Regions from separate parts of the Mus musculus genome. Here region 1 is linked to region 2. The links are chromatin contacts, called in public Hi-C maps. All regions are on one chromosome and are shown on one strand. Each heading gives the region's core, a stretch centred on a gene start, on an enhancer-like site or on the middle of the called end of the contact. The rest is flanking DNA. Distances are from core to core; before and after follow the strand shown. Region 1 overlaps Sp1 (trans-acting transcription factor 1). Region 2 has its middle 19 kb from the start of Sp1.

What was found. Hi-C and Micro-C count contacts between places; a contact is called where the count stands out from the background.
Region 1: a contact with region 2 is called in a Hi-C map of trophoblast stem cells, with 2.2 times the contacts expected there. The contact joins two enhancer-like sites. A contact is called at or near these places in 16 of 39 promoter capture datasets (3T3-L1-derived adipocytes, the C10 cell line, the HPC-7 cell line and 12 more), 11 of 15 datasets of contacts at CTCF or cohesin (CD8 T cells, the G1E-ER4 cell line, the NIH/3T3 cell line and 6 more), 240 of 484 Hi-C or Micro-C datasets (the 3T3-L1 cell line, 3T3-L1-derived adipocytes, the 63-12 cell line and 125 more), 39 of 115 datasets of contacts at active chromatin or transcription factors (the 230-238 cell line, CD8 T cells, the HPC-7 cell line and 26 more) and 3 of 9 other capture datasets (adipose tissue, embryonic stem cells and liver).

The regions. Positions count from the first base shown.
Region 1 is chr15:102,419,257-102,423,938 of GRCm38.p6, forward strand. The region is part of intron 3 of Sp1 (trans-acting transcription factor 1); the gene reads left to right. Among named protein-coding and RNA genes, the nearest start is that of Sp1, 15 kb to the left of the region's middle. Within about 2 kb of position 2,380, at least 9 of the 459 cell types and tissues checked have an H3K27ac peak or open chromatin away from gene starts, as enhancers often do. A contact at or near this core is called in trophoblast stem cells, where this site is marked.
Region 2 is chr15:102,384,860-102,389,482 of GRCm38.p6, forward strand. No RefSeq gene overlaps it. Among named protein-coding and RNA genes, the nearest start is that of Sp1, 19 kb to the right of the region's middle. Within about 2 kb of position 1,977, at least 11 of the 459 cell types and tissues checked have an H3K27ac peak or open chromatin away from gene starts, as enhancers often do. A contact at or near this core is called in trophoblast stem cells, where this site is marked.

The DNA.
Region 1 (4,682 bases), core at 1,130-3,629, 35 kb after region 2:
CAATTACTCTCTGGCTTACTCCTTTGAGATCGGCCTCCCCAAATCTTTTTTGAGGGGCCTGTAACTGTAATGTATTTGTCTAGCATACCCCAACTCTGTGTTGGTGTGTAGGAATATGGAGAAGCCAGAAGTGACATCAGGTGACTTCTTTAGATCCTTCACTGTATTATTCATTCATTCATTTAGGTTATTCTTATGTGCTTGTGTGAGTGTCTTACCTGTATGTTTGTGTGCACCATATTTGTGCCTTGAACTTGAGTTTAGAAGAGAGTGTCATCAGATCCCCGGGCACCAGAGTTTCAAATGGTTGTGAGCTTTCTTGTACAAGAGTGGCAAGTGCAACCCCGTCTTTGTTGATTGTTGAGCTGTGTGTGTGTGTGTCTGTGTGTATCAAACCATTTTAATCAATGTGTGTGTGTGTGTGTGTGTGTGTGTGTGTGTGTGTGTGTGTGTATCAAACCATTTTAATCAAAGAGGTTTGAGGTAGATGCTGGAAATTAATTTGGCTTCCTTGGCAGGCAGTCTCTGACCCTCTGTCCACTAAAAGTCTTTAGTGAGGACTTTTTCTGAAGGAATTAGTAATATATCATGATGCCTCTGATGAAGGCAGGGTATATTACAAGAGCCAATTAAATACTCTTCAGAAATACTGAGCTCAGCATGCCCTAAGAATGTACCTAGAGAAAAGAATTACAGCTTATGAATGGGAAAATGACAAGTTTCTTGTTACAGTTTGGAAGTTCAGTTTAGAAGTATTTTTTTTTTTTTTAAAGAAATACTCTGCATCCCATTTTTTTTTAAGATTTATTTATTTTTATTATATGTAAGTACACTGTAGCTGTCTTCAGACACTCCAGAAGAGGGAGTCAGATCTCATTACAGATGGTTGTGAGCCACCATGTGGTTGCTGGGATTTGAACTTTGGACCTTTGGAAGAGCAGTCGGGTGCTCTTACCCACTGAGCCATCTCACCAGCCTAGTTTAGAAGTATTTTAACTCAAAAAAAAACAAAAACAAAAAACAAAAAAAAATTAAGTTTCAGTTCTTTTATTTCTTTTTTTTTTCATTTATTTTTAAAGATTTAATTATTTTGGGGGTTGGAGCCATGGTTCAGCTGTTAAGAGCATTGGCTGCTTTTCCAGAGGTTCAATTCCCAGCACCCACATTGCAGCTCCCATACGGGCTATCTGACACCCTAACATGTACATACATCCAGGCAAAACACCATTGAACATTAAAAAAAAGCAAAAAAAAAAAAATAATAATTATTTTATTTTGTATGTCTTAGCACCATGTGCCCACAGAAGCCAAATTGGAGTTAAAGATGATTGTGAGAAATCATGTAGGTACTTGGAATCCAGCCTGAGTCCTCTGAAAGAGTAGGCAGTTTTGTTTTTTTTAAAGAATAAAACCATCTCTTTAACCCCTAAGTTTGGTTCTTTAAGCCTCCATGTTGTAGCTGCAGGTTCGCAATGAAACCTAGAATAGTTCACTTGAATACTTCTGTTTGTGTACTTATTTTTTGAGACAGGATTTTATGTAGCCCATACTTGGCTTCAGTGGTTATCTTCCTGCCTTAGTCTCTTGAGTGCTGGAAATAGTTCACTTTGTTTGTTTTGAGGCAGGGTGTCTCTGTAGCCCTGGCTGTCCTAAAACTCCCTATATAGACAAGGCTGGTCTTGAACTCATAAATCTGTCTGCCTTCTGCCTTCCCAGTGCTGGGATTCAAGGCATACACCACCACACCTAGCTTTGAGTACCATTTTTACTTCTATAAATTTATTGTGCTTCTGCTGTGAGAGAGAATGAATTGACACTGAAAGTACACAATAGCCAGGAATGGCACATGCTTATCATCCTTGCAGTTGGGAAGTTAAGGCAGGTTTTTGTCTTACTTTGTTTTGTTTATGACCCTATCTGTGTGACTCATTGAATTCCTGCCAGCTGCACTTTTTGAGTGCTGGAATTATAGACAATCAGCATCATGAACTACATTTTTTCTCTTTTTTGTTTGCTTGTTTGTTGTTGTTGTGTTTTTTTTTTGTTGTTGTTGTTGTTTTTAAAGACCGGTTTTTCTCTGAAGCCCTGGATTTCCTGGAAACTCAACTCTACCAAGCTGGCCAAAAACTCAGATCTACCTGCTTCTGCCTCTGGAGTACTGTAATAAAAAGTGTGCCATCAGCTTTTTTTGCCTTTATATTCATGATAAATGACAAAACTCAAGTCTTAGTTAGGGAATATTAACAAAACTAAAATTAATATTTAGATTTGATGGAAAGACTTTCAAAATATCTTCTGTTTCTAGTATCTGAGCAGTCCCTTTTTCTCTTAAAGGTCTGGTAGGTTTAAAACGCTGTCTCATTTAGTCACAGTGACATCTACTGGTGAAAGCCATTAACACCGCTTTGCTGATTACTTAGCTCTAAGGAAAGCTACCCATTTCTTTGAGGTAGTTTTTTGTTTTGTTTTGTTTTTAAAGATTTATTTATTTATTTTATTATATGAGTACACTGCAGCTGTACAGATGGTTGTGAGCCTTCCTGTGGTTGTTGGGGATTGAATTTTTAGGACCTCTACTCGCTCTGCTCTGGTCAACCACATTCGCTCTGGTTGGCACCACTTGCGTGCTTTGGTCCAAAGATGCATTTATTATTATACATAAGTACACAGTAGTTGACTTCTGACTCACCAGAGGAGGATGTCAGATCTCATTATAAGTGGTTGTGAAGCCTAGCAGTGGTGGAGCACGCCTTTAATCCCAGCACTTGGGAGGCAGAAACAGGCAGATTTCTGAGTTGGAGGCCAGCTTCCAGGACAGCCAGGGCTACACAGAGAAACCCTGTCTTGAAAAAAAAAAACCAAAAACCAAAAACCAAACCAGAACAAAACAAAAAAAACAAGTGGTTGTGAGCCACCATGTAGTTGCTGGGATTTGAACTCAGCACCTTTGGGAGAACAGTCAGTGCTCTTACCCTCTGAGCCTTCTCTAACCATACCTAGGCAGTTTTTCAGTTTTTTTAAAAAAAAAAGTAATATACCAAAGAGAATGTTACAGTCTAAATGTTTTTTTGTTTTATTCTTTTTTTTAATATTTTTAAATTATTATGTATTTTCCTCAATTACATTTAGAATGCTATCCCAAAAGTCCCCCATACCCTACCCCCTAAATGTTTTAACTACAGAGAAATTACAGAAGATACAAGGGGAAAAGTAAGGCTTCCCATCATGCTTATGAACTCAGCTTTTTTTGTTGTTCATGTGCTTGACAAGATCTCACTTTATAGCTCAGATTGGTTTTGATTTCACTATCCTGCACCTGCCTGGTAGTGCTGAGATGACAGCCATGTTCTACTATTCCTAGCATGGATTTTCTTAGTTGTAAGCTTAAAATTTATTTTATGTGTATGGGTGTTTTGCCTGACTGTGTTTGTACACCCATGTTTATGTACATGGGTGCTGAGTACCAGAGGAGTCCAGGAGAGTATCATCAGTGTGCCATCAGCTTTTGCCTTTATATTAATGATAAATGTCAAAACTCAAGCCTTAGTTAGGGAACATTAACAAAACTAAAATTAATATTTAGATTTGATGGAAAGACTACCCTGGAACTAAAGTTATAAATGGTTGTGAAGTGCCATGAGTGTGCCGGGAATCAAAACCAGGTCCTCTGAGCAGCCAATAATCTGAGCTAGTTCCCAACTCTCCTAATGCTGCAGCCCTTTATGATAGTTCCTCATGTTGTGGTGATCTCCCAATCATAAAACTATTTTCAATTCTTAATAACTGTAATTTTGCTACTATTATGAATCATAATGTAAGTATCTTTTTATCTGATGGTCTTAGGCAATCCCTGTAAAGGGACTCCAGATTGAGTTGTCTTTCCTGCTCATGGTGAACTTTTTTTTTTTTATCCCGGGACTGGACATGCTTTTTTTTTTTTTTTTTTTTTTTTGGTTTTTCGAGACAGGGTTTCTCTGTGTAGCCTTGGCTGTCCTGGAACTCACTTTGTAGACCAGGCTGGCCTCCAACTCAGAAATCTGCCTGCCTCTGCCTCCCAAGTGCTGGGACTAAAGGCGTGTGCCACCACCGCCAGGCTTGGACATGCTTTTAATACTGGTATGAGGGAGGCAGAAGCTGGTGAATCACTAAGTTCCAGGCCTCCATATTGAAATCTTGTGTTTCTGTGTTGGTGTGTGTATATAAATGTGTATGTGTATGTGTGTGTGTGTGTGAGAGAGAGAGAGAGATAAACATGAAGGGAGGAAGTAAAAAAATTATGTGTACTTGTACGTCTACCTCTGTGTGTGTGTGTGTGTGTTTGTGTGTGTGTGTGTGTGTGTGTGTGTGTAAGCCAGAAGGTGTTGGATACCCAGGAGCTGAAGTTACAGACTAAGGACTATAAGATTGTTAAGAGACCTATTATAAGAACTAGGTCCTGGGGCTGGAGAGTTGGCTCAGAGGTTAAGAACACTAGTTTCCCTTCCAGAGGTCCTGAGTTCAATTCCCAGCAACCACATGGTGGCCTCACAACCATCTGTAATGGGATCTGGTGCCCTCTTCTGGTGTGTCTTTCTTTTCTTTTTTTTTTTTTTTTTTTTTCTTTTTCTCAAGACAGGGTTTCTCTGTGTAGCCCTGGCTGTCCTGGAACTCACTCTGTAGACCAGGTTGGCCTCAAACTCAGA
Region 2 (4,623 bases), core at 727-3,226:
AACTGGAATTAAAGATATTCATGAGGAGCAGTAATTAAAAAAACTAAATAAGGTGCTGGCGAGATGGCTCAGTGGTTAAGAGCGCCGACCGCTCTTCCAAAGGTCCCTAGTTCAAATCCCAGCAATCACCTGGTGGTTCACAACCATCCTTAATGCAATCTGATGCCCTTTTCTGGAGTATCTGAGGATATATAATAAGGATATAATAAGTAAATAAATAAATAAATAAATAAATAAATAAACAAACAAACTAAATAAGCCGGGCTTAGTAGCACATGCCTTTTATCCCAGCACTCAGGAGGCAGAGGCAGGCAGATTTCTGAGTTTGAGGCCAGCCTGGTCTACAGAGTGAGTTCCAGGACAGCACAGGGCTGCACAGAGAAACCCTGTCTCGAAAAACCAAAAAAAAAAAAAAAAAAACAACTCACTTTGCTTTTGTTTTTGTTATAAAGATTTATTTATTGTTATATCTAAGTACTGTAGCTGTCTTAGACACACCAGAAGAGGGCATCAGATCTCATTACAGATGGTTGTGAGACACCATGTGGTTGCTGGGATTTGAACTCAGGACCTTCGAAGAGCAGTCTTAACCGCAGAGCCATCTCTCCAGCCCTGGAACTCACTTTGTAACCTGGCTAGACCTCAAACCTGTTTCTGCATCCCAAGTACTGGGATTAAAAGATTACACCACCACCACCCAGCTGAATACTTTTCCTGAAATTTATTTTATTTGTGTGTGTGTGTGTGTGTGCGCACACACACACACATGCACAAACATGCATTTGCATAGGCCTGTGGAAGCCAGAGGCTAAAATTAGGTTTCTTTCTCTGTCTTCCTAATATTTTTCTGAGACAGAGTTTCTTGTGAACCTGAAACCCATTCTTTCAGTTCGACTAGGTCTTCAGTGAACCCCAGGGATCAGCCTGTCCCTGGCATTGGAGTTACAGGTGCCCTCTTCAATGCTTGGCTTCTATACACTGCTAGAGATCTGAATGCAGACCCCCATGTTTACACAGCAAGCACTTTTTAATCCACTAGGTCACATAACCAGTCTCTCAAATTGTTTGAAGTAACTTTGCAAGTTATATAGCTCTGCTATACTCATATCTATCCTTGACCACACGGGGACTTGGGGACATAGTTTGGACAAACTTGCCAGGCTAAGCTAAAACTTACTACGTAGCTCATTGTCTACTGGATCTTCTAACCCCACTGCCTCAGTCTCCCAAATTCTGGGATAGCAGACATATACTACCACACTCAGAAACAATCTCTGAGAATACTGGCAGGATTTTTTTGTTTGGTTGGTTGGTTTTGATGGAAGAAGGGTCTTAGATAGTCTCATGATGGCCTGGAACACACCATGCAGGATGTTATTTGAAAAAAAAAAAAAAAAAAAAAGGCTGGTGAGATGGCTTAGTGGTTAAGAGCACTGATTGCTCTCCCAGAGGTCCTGAGTTGAAATTTCAGCAACCACATGGTGGCTCACAACCATCTGTAATGAGATTGGATGCCCTCTGCCTCCCAATCACTTTGTAGACCAGGCTGACCTCAAACTCAAGAAATCTGACTGCCTCTGCCTCCCAAGTGCTGGGATTAAAGACCCACCACCGCCCGGCTTTCTCTCAGCACTGGGCAGGCAGAGGCAGGTGGATTTCGGAGTTTGAGGCCAGCCTGGTCTACAGGGTGAGTTCCAGGACAGCCAGGGCTATACAGAGAAACCCTGTCTCGAAAAACCAAAAAAAAAAAAGAGGAAGACATGATGAATATTTTTATTATAGAATAGGGAGAAAGCAGGCAGAGGGAAGAGTTCAGGTTCATCATGGCCAGCCGAGTAAACTGGGCCATGAAAGGAGAGAGGGAGAGGGAGAGCAAGAGAGGAACCACCTACTGAGAGGTGGCTATGGGCCAAGAACCCCGGGTAGCCAAAATGAGCTTTATGGGGATCAGGCTTGGTGAAAGGAAGAAAGGCCACACCCATGGGGCGGGGCTTCGGGTAGGGGGCGGGGTGGGTAGTGCTGGGCGGAGTCACAGGTACCAAGGGAGACAGTTTCTGAGTTTGAGATCTAAGAGTATTGAATTTCTGACCTGACTGACTGTACTTTCTGAGCGCGAGGATTCCGGGATCCAGTCAATCTTGCTTGCTCTTGTTTTCTTGTTCAGACAGAGCTGCACATAGCCTAAGCTGGCCTCAATGAGGAGGCGGGCCCAGCGCTGGAAGGAAAACCTCTATCTCATCCTCTTGCTTCTTGGTCCACAGGCTTGGACCACAGGCTTGGTTTGTCGTTGTTGTTTGACATATGTGAGAATTTGGTGGCATGTAAGTGCAGAATTACTGGTGTTTGCCTTCATACCTGGCTGGCTTTGAATTCATCACCTTCCTGCTTCAGCCTCCTGAGTGTTGAGATTACTGAGTCTACTTGTCATGTTTGAAGCAAAGAATTCAAGTCTAATACACACGGATGATGTGTCTGCCTTTCTTCCTTCCTTCCTTTCTTTTTCTCTTAAAGATTTTATTTATTTATTTATTTATTTATTTATTTTGAGACAGGGTTTCTTTTTTTTATTTTTTATTTTTTTGGTTTTTCGAGACAGGGTTTCTTGGTGTAGCCCTGGCTGTCCTGGCACTCACTTTGTAGACCAGGCTGTCCTGGAACTCAGAAATCCACCTGCCTCTGCTGGGATTAAAGACATGCGCCAGAACGCCGGGCTTCTGGCTTCTTCTTCTTCTTTTTTTTTTTTTAAAAGATTTATTTATTATATGTAAGTACACTGTAGCTGTTTTCAGACGCACCAGAAGAGGGCATCAGATCTCTGTTACAGGTGGTTGTGAGCCACCATGTGGTTGCTGGGATTTGAACTTCGGACCTTTGGAAGAGCAGTCGGGTGCTCTTACCCCCTGAGCCATCTCACCAGCCCCTCTTTTTTTTTTTTTTTAAGATTTATTTATTATTATACATAAATTCACTGTAGCTGACTTCAGACACACCAGAAGAGGGCATCAGACAGATCTCATTATTGGTGGTTGTGAGCCACCATGTGGTTGCTGGGAATAGAACTCAGGACCTCTGGAAGAGCAGTCAATGTTCTTAACTGCTGAGCCATCTCTCCAGCCCATAATGTTATTTTTAAATGTTTGCTTTCTATATGATAAGTATAATTTAAGAAATGGTAGCCGGAGCCTGGCGTGGTGGAGCACGCCTTTAATCCCAGCACTTGGGAGGCAGAGGCAGGCAGATTTCTGAGTTCGAGGCCAGCCTGGTCTACAAAGTGAGTTCCAGGACAGCCAGGGCTATACAGAGAAACCCTGTCTCAAAAACAAAAACAAAAAAAAAAAAAAAAAAAAAAAAAAGAAAAGAAAAGGAAAGAAAAGGAAAGAAAAGAAAAAGAAAAAGAAAAAGAAAAAGAAAAAGAAAAAGGGGGCTGAAAAAATGGCTCAGTGGTTAAGAGCACTGACTGCTCTTCTGGAGGCCCTTAGTTCAAATTCCAGCAACCACATGGTGGCTCACATCCACTCCTAATGAGGCCCTCTTCTGGGGTGTCCGAAAACAGATATAGTGTATTTATATATAATAAATAAATAAATTTTAAAAAAAGAAGAAAAAAAAAGAAGAAAATAACATTATTACAAACATCTCTGATGTGCCATACCACAGCCACCACAATGTATCATAAAGCAGGTACAAGATATTTTACATTATGTCTTATCTCCATAGTGATTGAGGTTACAAATTAATTAAGAGCCATTATTTTAGACTCCATTCTACTTTTCCAGCAGAGGTTCCCAAAGGATATAGGATCAGTTACTTTTCATTGCTGGGATAAAACACCATGACCAAAAGCAATTTATAAGAGAGAGAGATTACTTTGACTTAAAGCTCCCGAGGGAGCATCCTTGATGTCTGGGGAGGTGATGTGTGGGGAGACATCCCTGATGTCTGGGGAGGTGATGTCTGGGGAGGTGATGTCTGGGGAGGCATAAGGCAGGCATGGCAGCCAGAGCAGGACCACAGGACTCAGATTTCAACTGCACAAAGGAAGCAGAGATAGCAAACTGGAAGTAGGGCAAGACTCTTCTCATTAAATAAGAAACTTTGTTGTGGTTTAACTTTTGTTTCTATTTATGTGCACGGGCATTTTGCCTACATGTACTTTTTTCTGTCCACATCATGCAAGGGCAGTGTCCACAGAGGTCAGAAGATAAGGTCAAGACTGGAGTTACACAGGGTTGTGAATCACTAGGTGGGTGCTGGGAACTGAACCTGGATCCTCTGAGAGAACAGCAGGTGCTCCTAACTGCTGAGTCATCTCTTAGGCTCTTACTTAGTGGTTCAAAGAGAAATGTCACCCATAGGATAAGGATTAGTTGAACTCTCGGTCCTCGGTTGGTGGTGCTGTCTGGGGAGACTTAGGAATTGTGTGGCCTTGTTTGAAGATGTAGATCTCCTGTTGCTGGTGGAGTGGAGTTTTGAGAATTCATAGCCTCACCTTAGCTACATTTTTCTTCCTCTCTGCCTTTTGCTTTTATAAAAGATGTGTCCTCTCAGCGTCCTGCTTTGGCCACCATGCCTGTCTGGTTGTCATAATAGACTTCTCCTATCCCTCTGAATCAAGAAGCCAAA